Regions from separate parts of the Gossypium hirsutum genome. Here region 1 is linked to region 2. The links are chromatin contacts, called in public Hi-C maps. All regions are on one chromosome and are shown on one strand. Each heading gives the region's core, a stretch centred on a gene start, on an enhancer-like site or on the middle of the called end of the contact. The rest is flanking DNA. Distances are from core to core; before and after follow the strand shown.

Region 1 (5,635 bases), core at 1,597-4,096, 260 kb before region 2:
TGAACATGGTTGCAGCTTGCCATGTACTTCTGCTTGATCTTTGGTGGAACCCTACGACTGAGGACCAGGCAATTGATAGGGCACATCGAATTGGGCAGACTCGCCCTGTAACTGTTTTACGATTAACTGTGAAAGATACAGTTGAGGATCGTATTTTGGCTCTTCAGGTAAGCTTTTCCCCACCCATGCAGGCACAATGGTCTGCTTTTCTCTTCGTGTTTAATTCCATAGCTTTGTCAAGCTGAAGAGTGTATTTGATGCTGATATGGTTGCTTGGTGCATAGAAAAGCATTGATGTATCTGATGCTGTTAATGGTCTTGACAAGTTAACTTTCAGTGTTATAAACATGGATAAAGCTGCCCATACACCACAGAGAAAATTTGAGCTTCGTGTGGGCTAAGCCTTGCCTGAATGCCTGAATGCTTATCGCATTATCTATCTAGCATAATCATAATTAAATATAGTTTAGAACTGAGCATTAAACTATTTTAAATTTGTGTATCACAAGTCCGGTCATATGGGCAGTGGTTGCTCTTGAAAGCCCTGGCGTGGATATAGTACAGCTAGTGGAAACCTCAATAGCTGTTGGGAATATATTCATGTTGAAACTAACTTGTGCTTGTTTAATGGCCGTATTAAAATGGCTTCCCAGCATCAATAGAACTTGCATGTTTACTTTCTCCAAGAACTTTATTTTCATTAAGGGTCTGCTTATTTTTTGTTTTCGTAATTGACAGCAAAAGAAGAGGAAGATGGTTGCATCAGCATTTGGGGAGGATGAAACCGGTGGGCGTCAGACTCGCCTCACGGTAGAAGACTTGGAATACTTGTTCATGGCATGATGTGTCACTTTTATAGCTACATCAGTAATTGGCATTAGCAAAACTGGCGGTGCTTAGACTTGCATCCCAAGGTCCTGTGCATTATGTTGGGGATGGACAGTCGGATCTCCCACTTCTTCCTGTAGAACACCATTTCACAACCCGTCTTCCCTGCCTAGCAGATGCTATGACAGGCAAGGGGCAAGGGGCAAGGGGCAAGGAGCAAGGGGCAAGGGGCAAGGGGCAAGGGTTTTTGAACACACACTGTTAATAGTATGAGAATTCTCATACCACATAGTCACAAAAGGAAAGTTAAATTTGTTTTGTTGGTCATTGATAGTTCTCAAACCTCACATCACCTATGACATTGTATATGGATATAGGGATAGGGCTCTTCCAAAGATGGTATAGGGTTGGAACTGGGCTATTCTTTTAGTTATGTAAATGATAGGTCCCCTATTTTTAATTTTCTTATTCTTTTCTAAGATACAGAAACTGAAATTTGTAGCATCATCGGTCATTTTGAGCATACTATTTATGGCCCTGCAGTGTATTCATTCATTAACGTCAAACCTTGATTATTGCGAATTAGAACCTTATGCTTTATCCCTGTACTAATTGTTACTTTCTTTTTTCAGAATACCCGAATATGATGATAGCACATCCCAATTCATAGGTCCAAATATATAAGTTTATTGAAATTGAATTACAAATCCTCATTAACATAATGTTGTTCCAATGAAACAGCATAAATTAAACCAGTTTAGATCTTTGTGTTACATCTATCACTCAACCAAGACAATATATCAGTACGAACAATCTCAATGTTTTCATCAGGTTCACCAAACAACAAGGAATGCCACATCCCTTCATAGATCTTCAAGGTCTTGTCTTGACTGGATGCTTCCTTGTACAAAGTCCGACTCACTTCCGGATCCGTGACAACATCTGCACTCCCATGGACTACTAGGAATGGGATACTTACATCACGCAGTTTTTCACTCAAAAGCTGAGTCACTCTCAAGAGTTCAACAACTGTCCCCAATCTGGGTTTCCCTCTGTATCTGACTGGGTTCTTGTTCCCAACAATCTTCTTTTCTTCTACTTTGATTGATTTGTGCAGAAGATCTTCGGTTGGTACAATGGCTAAAGTGGGCAAGAAATTGGAGATAAAAGTGAGGGCTTGAGGAATTGGCCATCTGGGTCTAACCTTGTCTGAGATTTTGCACATGGGTGCCACCAAAACAGCTCCTTGGAACCCATTTGGATCAGCAAAATGAACCAACAAACAAAGGGCACCACCCATTGATTCTCCATAAAGGAAACAAGGTAAAGCACCAAAGTTAGGATCTTGCTTGATGAGATTGAAGAAGGAGAGACAGTCTTGGACAACCAAATCAACATGTGGGACATAGCCTCTAAGGCCTTGAGACCTCCCATGGCCTTCCATGTCAAGGGCAAAGCAGGCAAACCCTTTCTGAGCAAGAAAGATTGATGTGGACTGGAAAGTCCAACTTATATCATTGCCATACCCATGGATCCCAAAGATGATGCCACGTGGAGGGCCAGAGAGTGGAAGCCATGATCTTGTGAAGAGAGAGAGGCCTCTTGTTGAAGTGTAGAACGATTTTGACCCTTTGATTCCTTGCAGCCTGTAATACTCTTCCTCTGAGATGTCGCCCCAGTAATGAAGGTTTTCTTCTTGTTCCACCATCCTTGGAGAAAAGATTGAGTAGATCAGATCGTTTTGGGCGTCTGCTTTTGATTGGTAAATAGTTTTGTGGCTGGTCCTTTAAAGAGGTTTCTTTACTCTTGGGTTGGACTAGTGGTTGAGTTGGGCTACCAAGACATAGACTTTCTTCCTCTTTGCACCTTCGGCTTCATCGTAGATTTGTGTAATTATACATTTTTTTTCTCATCTTTGTGATATTAAATGCTTGACTTAAAAATTGGTGCTAAACTATGTGTTTTTACTTAAATTCTTTGTTGTTACAAATAGTACTTAAAATACATTTTTTTCTTTTTCTCAGGGTGATATTCCTGCTAGTTCAACTTAGAAAAAGATAATTAACTAAAAATTATTATGTGACAAACAGAAAGACAAAAAGTGAACATTTTGAGCTTTATGATTGTGAATTTGTGATTAAAGGTTTTAAATCACCAGTTCTTTAATTAAATAAATTATTAAATATAAAAATAGGGAAAATTAATTCAACCACTCATATAATTAATTTTACTATATAAAAATAAAATATTTTTATTTATATTTAATTAAAAATTATATAAATATTAATATAAAACTATTTTTTTACCTTTTTTATTATAAACCATCAATCAAGCAGATTCACTTGAAATTGAAAAAGAGAAAAAAAAAAAAACCTAAACTCAACATAAGTGAGCAGGCTAATGAGACATGACGAATTTCCTGATTCGTGAACATTTATATATATTTTTTCTTAAAAGTAATTTTAGGGTTGAGGGTATGTACAATTTTAGTAATATCTTAATCCCCACCTCAAGATAATTTTATATTTTATTCGCATTAAATCTATTATTACAATCCAAGTTTGAATTCTATTTGGATAGCATTGCCCACCAAATATCTGAATTCACTAAATATCCAAGTTTAATATTCTTTTAAAAAATAGTTAAAAAAAAAGCATTTATAGAAAATTGAAAAAGTGAAGATGATATCTAAATATCTTATTTATAAAAGTAAAATAATGTTAAACAATTGATACATACAGTTTGATAATTATATCTGAATTAAATATTATTTATTCGAATCCATAAAAAAAAACTAACTTAATACTGAGAAATAAAAGTAAGAATTTTTAAAATTATAAACTTGGAACAAAACCGAAAAGAATGTAAAATAGGAGGGGTTTTTTTTAATTTAATTTTATTTAATATTTTGGATTTTTTTAACAAAAAAATTCGGTTCTGTTTTCAATTTCTCATATAATCTTCTGGGCTTTCTTGTACTTTGGTTTATTTTCTTTATTAATATTTTTGTTAATATATATTTCTTATGTCTTAATATTTTTTTATATTTTTATTTTTATAAATATTTCTTAATTATCATTAGTTAATGTTTTTGAGATTTTCAAAATGAGGTTAAATAAAAAAATTAAAATCCAATCGAATGGATTTTTGATTCAATATTTCAACCATTTATTCCTTTTCAATCATATTAGCTAGTTCTTGAGCTATGTTTCTTAAAAAAATACATTAATTGTTAAGATAAATTATATATATTTCCTAAGTCATGAAAATATGGTTGAAAATTTTATCAAACATTTTAAATGTATTTTCAGCACTTGCAAAAACTCAAAAACATATTCTATATGTGTTTCATAATGTTCCAAATGTTCTTTAGTCAATACCAAAGTATTTAAAAGCTACATAAAATGTTCTCAAAGGCATTTTGGTAGCTAAGTATCAATATTTGGGTTTTTACAAGTCATAGCTAACAACATTTTCTAAAAGGGCATGATATTGAGACTTACTAGGCAAGCCTTAAGACTTGGGTTTGCAAGTCTCGAGACTTAGCCTCTCAATGGTTACTTTTTATCTAAGTACTGATACCTCCTTGATAAATATCAAGACTTTAGTAGTAGAAATATTTTTTTTCATTCCAAAATTCATGCTTGCAACGGTTTCAAATTACCTCCAATGGCGATAAATGTCTACAAACTTATACTTTGGTATAAACACTCATCAAGAATACTTTAAGACTCAATAGAGACATATCCAAGCATCAAAGTCAAGAGAAAAACCTTAAATTCTTTGTTCTTTTATTTTCCCTTGTACATATCTCTTAAATCTTATTGTTAGATCTTTTATTGCCCTTGATATGTCATAATTTGATATGACAAATTAGACTTTCCCGATACATTTATGGAGCTTATTCTCAAGCAAAGTAGTGTCCTTTTTGAAGTTTTTCGTAGTTTTTAGGTTTTAAGTTAAAAAGTGTATATGTCTTGTTTTTACTCATTTTAAGACCCCAAATTGGCCAGTAGTGCCATTGGGGGCCTCAACTTATGGTTAACTTATGTAGGGACATGTTGGAGATTGAAATTGAGCAAGAACGAGACCAAAGGAGAGCGTATTGCGATATCCAAACCTTGGAATCACAATACCTCCAACAAACCTAGGATTGGAGACCACCTTTTAGTGGTATTACGATATCCACCTGCCAAGAAGCACCCCAAGTTCAAAATTTTCTAAGGTATCGTGATATCTTCTTCTTTGGTATCGCGATACCAATATTGTGACAGAAGAAAAATGGATAAGAAGGGTAGTCTTTGTCCACCCGAAGCAGTAATCATTGAAAGCTCATTTAAGGGTTTTTTTTGGATTAGGTCAGAATAGTTGCTATATCAGCTAAAATTTGGCTGAGAGAGGAAAAATGCCATATTAGCTTAGTTTAGATTTAGTTTTTTCTAGGTTTTCTCTTAGCATTTCTTTCTCTTCTTCTAGGGTTTCTTATGTTCATTTCCTTGATTGTAGATTTAACCTTTCTTTGCTTTAGTTGTTCTTAGTGCTAGTTAAGTTAGTTATCACTGTAAATTAGGGTTATTTGTACTTTTAGTCCCTGTACCTAGGTTGTAAGACATTTTCAGATTTAGTTTAATGTATTTTAGTTTATTTTATTTTACACTTGTTAAAGTTTGTTTCTTTTATGTTTATTGCTTTAGATTTTCTTTTTGAATGCTTGTCTTCACATGCCTTTTGTAACACCCCGAACTCGAGACCGTCACCGGAGTCGAATACGAGGTGTTGACAGACTTTTTTAAAAAATTTTCCAGAC
Region 2 (5,415 bases), core at 538-3,037:
CACAACTCAAACAACTTAATGTCAAATTGTTTTGAATTCAAGATATTTGAAAAGTTTTAAAACTTGTTGGAGAATTAGGAAATGATGAAACTTTTAAAATAAAAATCATATATTGAAAGAGTTATATAGGTAAATTAATTTATTTCAAAAATAAATTAAAAATTATTCTTCTAAGCATTTGAAATTTGGTGAGCAACCAACACAATCAAATTCTAATTAACAAAGGTATTTACATTTTTTATTGCTTTATCAATAAGTATTACTTTTTATAAAAATCAATAATTCAATTTTTATATTATTTTTATGTCTTTTACCATGTGAGTGTATTTATAATTTGCCTATATAGAGGAAGAAACGGATGTTAATAACTAAGATGTACTAATTGATGGCAAAAAGAAGAAATACAAAAAAGAACAAAGATGAATTATAATACCCATCAAGACGTTAAAAAAAAAATCGAAACTAAGAGCTCCAATTCATGCCATGAAGTATAAATTGTTGCCGAGAAACCCCATTGACAAGAGATCCAACGATCGTGCTAGTGTTGAATGGAGCGTTCTGAGGCAACTGATGACTCAGCAAAGAAACGAACGATGAGTTGGTATCATCAATGTCAGGGCTAGCAATGGAAATACTATTTAAATCACCATGGAATCTGGGTTTCCCTGATTGTGAACCTGTTGAATTTGGTTCATTATTCCAGTACTGTGGACCTGCTATTGCTTGTTTAACTGGGATTGAATTTGTCGTAGTTGCTGATAAAAACGCCATGGGAAGACTTTGCTTTGAGCTTGAAGAGACTGCGGTTTGTGAAATGGAGCTGTTTTGCATGCTGTCTCCTGTTAATATCCTTTTATAGCAATTTTCTTCATGTTCTACCAATGAACCATGATTTTGATGGCTAAAACTTGGCAAGGCTGAATGGTTTTTATCCTTTTCCATCAATCTTTGGCTATTGTTCTTCTTATAAATCCGGCATAGAACCCAATCATCAAGCTGAAGAGAAGACAAACAAGAAAAAGAAAATGATGATAGTCTTAAATATATGGGACTGTTAACAGATTATAGATATCTTTGTACGTACCCGTAAAGAAGCTCTCCTGTTGGGTAAGTCAACAATTTGAGCCTTTGAATTAGAATTACTGTCGATGAGTCTATATTCATGCATAATCCAATTCGTTTTGATCCCCTTCGGAGGCTTACCTCCATAGAAAACCAGAGCCTTCTTGACACCAACCTTTTGATTTCCATTCGAAGTTATGATGGGCTTATCTGTCCCCGTGGCCTTCCAATAACCCGAAGTTGTTGCTCTATTAGGCCTTGCTCCATTGGGATATTTCCTATCTCTTGGACTAAAGAAATACCACTCTTGCTCTCCAAAGCTTGCTTTATCTACAATATATGCACAATTCAAAGAGTTATGCACCAAGTATTTGACTGAAATACATGATTTGATCAACCAATAAACATGGTCTAAAATTAAATTTTTGGGCTCTTTATGTATACTTGGAAGCTCCCATGGATCGAACTTGTAAAGATCAACTTCTGCTATGATTGTAACCGGTAGAGGAACCGAAGCCACTTTCCGTTTGAGGTAGTGAACCACTAGCTCTTCGTCGGTCGGATGGAACCGAAACCCTGGTGGGAGCTGCGGGTGCGGCGAGGTGGATGATGGATCTGTACTCTCCATTAGTTTGCAGTATTTAACATTTTCTTTGTAATTTTTCATGAAATCTATAGAGTTCAAAGAATTGGTAACATGGTAGATGAAAGTAATGGACAAAATTTCAGATTACATGTTAAATGTTATAAGGTAAGGGGAGAGGGGAACAATGGGTTGGCTGACACCAATGGTCGGATGGCACGTAGGATGTTTCAGTGGAAGGTGTGCTGACAGGTTGAGAGCATGGGTTGGTAGGGACCACATAAGCGGACAAAAGGCAAGAAAATTGGGAAGGGACAGGTTTCTGGGATCGTAGGTTTCGAACTGTCTATACGCTTTCCATGTCATGCTTTTCTTATGTAAGATCTTCAAGCTTAGTTCAAGAAAAACTAATTTGTCAAGAGAAAATGAGTGTGAGAGGCGTGCATGCAAGCATGTCTGTTTTTGGCCATTTTTCTTCTTCTTCTTCTTAACAAAAATATATGAAAATGGTATTCCACCCACATTATTTACCAAAATAGTATGTTGTGGGTGATATAGAGGCGACACCAATTTTATATTTTAACCCCAATCATTACCTTACTATTTAAAAAAATTAATATTTTAAGAGTTGAAGGTGATGTAAAGGCAACATTATTTTATACAGTAAAAAATATGAAATATGATGGGGATTTAAGTGGCACCAGTTGTGCCTTCCTGATAGGCAGTACTAGTCTGGTTAAACCCATCAGCATTGTATTTTAGGGTTTCACTAGAAAATAGGTTTTATAGTTTATAAATAGTTTTAAGGTGTTGAAAAAAAAGGACGTGCTTAGAAGGCTTAGGTTAGTTGAGATATGCAAGAGAAAGAAAAGGGTTTAAAAAAAAAAAGAAACAACTTAGTAGTAAAGAAGATACAAGAGGAAGAGAGGTAATTTTTTTAGTGTAGTGTTTATTGTTATTTTTCATTTTTTTTTGGTTAAAGGAGGAGAGAAGGCAGCACCTAAATTGTTATTTAAAAGTAAATTGATTTTTTGTAGTTATTTGTTAATATTTTTTGTAATTAATTCTTTTTAGTACTAAATATTTGTTTGACTTAGTAGTATTTTTATTTAGTTTGAAGGTACATTTGTAATTTTTTTTTGTGGAAAAACTTTAATATTTGTTTGGATTTGTGGTATTGTGGTCTTTATTACTTTGATTTGTAATTTTAATTATTTATTTTTTTGATAGTATTTTTTTTTGAAATTGCATATTGAGAAATTTAATTATTTTTACAAATTTAGTACTAAAGTAGGATAATCAATTTTTCGCATGCGTTTATTTTAATGGAGTAATTTTGACAACAGTTGGATGTATATTTGAATGTCGTCAAAAAATAGCTCTGAGGTTTAATATAAATGTCTGAGTTGATGAAATGAAAGAAAGGATCAGTGCAAAAATTGTTAGACGTTTTGGGATGAAGATATTGAAATTATTCTACAAATTTGCAGTTTCATCAAATCCCATCAAATTCACCAAGATGGAACTTGTAGACGATGAAGACATAGAGACAATGGTCACTCTTTATTGTTGGAATTGGAGTCATTAAACTAATTCGATTAAGTTCTTTGCTGAGGTAGCTGATGTGGAACCATTTGAAGATTTCACTCCATTAAGTGAAGAACATGAAGTTCAAGATCCGTGTATAATGGTTTTAATAGCGTTCATTGATAGGTGAACAACTGTACGTAGGATTGACATTGATCTTAATGCTCTACCTGCGTTTGAGAACCTTAACCCGAGTCTCTGTTTACAAATACATTAATGGTGATTGAGACCAATGTGGATGATGATGATGGATATGATAATAATGATCTTTCTGATCATGAGGTTGAAGATTTTAGTGATCTCGATCTAAATGAGGTCCCGGATGATATTGATGATGAAAGTACGAATGGCGATGAAAATGTTAATATGTCTTTAGTTGGGAGCTCGAATCGAGGCATTGTGATACACAATGATCCTTGGGCACGCATGTGGAACATAGATCTCGATGTGATGCATGCATCTGAGTTCTTGGAGTACCTCGATATAGTACCTGCTCATCGGTTGGCCGTAGAATCCGGACGTAAAGAGGTTTTTATGGGCCAAAAATTCACAACCAATGAGGAGTGTGTATTTACCATTAAGCATTATAGCATGAATTTATCGCTTGATTACAAAGTCGTTGTGTATAAATCGACATTGTATATTGGGGAGTGTTGATGGTCAGTAGAAGGTTGCAATTGGCAGGTACGAGCCGCATTTATGCTAAAGTCACAAATGTGGGAGATTCAAAAATTTGTTGGGCCTCAGACATGCACTTCAACATGTATGACGCAAGATCAGCGCAAACTTGATTCCAAAACTATCTGCACATGCATCATGCAAATGGTGAAAAACATGCCGACCATTCCTATTTCGATATTGTTTCTTGAAATGTAAGAATGATTCCAGTACTGAGTGTCATACCAAAAAGTATAGATAGCTAAATAGATTGCCATGAAGTAGTTCTACGGAGATTGGGATGCATTGTACAATAAGCTACATAGGTGGATAGTCGCTTTGCGAGAGTACGTGCCAAGGATAGTCATTAAGTTGGAGACATGACCTTATTGCAGCCCGAACGACCAACTATAACTGGGAAGAAGAGTTTTCCATCGGATGTTCTGGATGTTCAATCCATGCATGCGAGCATTTCCCCATTACAAGTTGAATGTGCAAGTTGATGGGACATGACTATACGAAAAATATACACAGATCATACCTATTACAATTGCTGAAGATGGGAACTGGAACTTGCTCTCGATAGCATTTGCCATCATGGACAAGGAGAATATGAAATCATGTGAATTCTTCTTGACAAACTTGCGGATGTATGTTGTTGGAATGACAATATTTGCAACATATCCGATAAAGAGAATGGAATAATTGCCATGATTAGGCATTTTAGTGTTCCATGGAGATCCTGTTACTGAATCCAGCAAATCGTGGCTAACTTTCAGTAAGACCACAAGAATGCAGACTGGTGGAGACAAGTTGTGAAAATGGGTAAAATTTATTTTTAACATATGTTTTAAATGTTCTTGATACTTCAAAAAATTAATTTGAGACCGTAACTTGTCTTTTCTTAATATTTACATAGTGTACGAATTAGAACCACACCTTTTCATGCAAAGGATGACTAGACTTGAGGGTGACATACAAGGTGAAACGAAAATTCTTTTTCGAGTGCGGTTGGGATCAATGGAGCCGTGGAAATGGGCTCAAAGTTTTGATGACGGGGTTTGATATTTTGAAATGACCACCAACCTGGAAGAGGCAGTTAACTCTGTGTTAAGGCGAACACAACATCTTCCAATTTCATCTACTTTCTCAGTTATATTCTACAGGCTGACAACCTTGATGCCAAGAATGGGGTTGAAAATAGCAACAAAATGGACGCAAGATATGTATTTTTCGAAGATGTTAGGAAGATAATGGATGCAAACCATCGGAGATCGAGGTCGATTAATGTAGAAATATATTCTCAACAGTTTAAAACTTTTCGAGTTACAAGGCCCATCGATTGTCGACCAAGTATCCCACTTAAGTTCTACGGAGTTGATTTTTGAAACAGACAGTGCCATTGTGGGAGGTTTCAGTCACTTTGTTACCCCTGTGCGCACGTTGTTGCTACTTGTGCTCACGCCTCGATCAATACTGAACAATATATTGAATAACTTATTAGCATAATAATTTTATTTTAAATT

Evidence for each region. Hi-C and Micro-C count contacts between places; a contact is called where the count stands out from the background.
Region 1: a Hi-C map of leaf shows a contact between it and region 2, with 1.9 times the contacts expected there. The contact joins the promoter of LOC107962287 here to the promoter of LOC107963599 in region 2. A contact is called at or near these places in 3 of 34 Hi-C or Micro-C datasets (hypocotyl, leaf and petal).

What each region holds. Positions count from the first base shown.
Region 1 is chrA06:91,201,787-91,207,421 of Gossypium_hirsutum_v2.1, reverse strand. It overlaps LOC107962287 (caffeoylshikimate esterase), which reads right to left and starts at 2,846. Exons shown (of 1, transcript XM_016898604.2): 1 at 1,496-2,846. The coding sequence starts at 2,536. The coding sequence ends at 1,586. LOC107962286 (helicase-like transcription factor CHR28) reads left to right here. Exons shown (of 12, transcript XM_041115684.1): 11 at 1-167; 12 at 739-1,436. The coding sequence ends at 843.
Region 2 is chrA06:90,940,017-90,945,431 of Gossypium_hirsutum_v2.1, reverse strand. LOC107963599 (NAC transcription factor 25) reads right to left here and starts at 1,787. Exons shown (of 3, transcript XM_016900050.2): 1 at 1,507-1,787; 2 at 1,085-1,392; 3 at 362-996. The coding sequence starts at 1,729. The coding sequence ends at 463.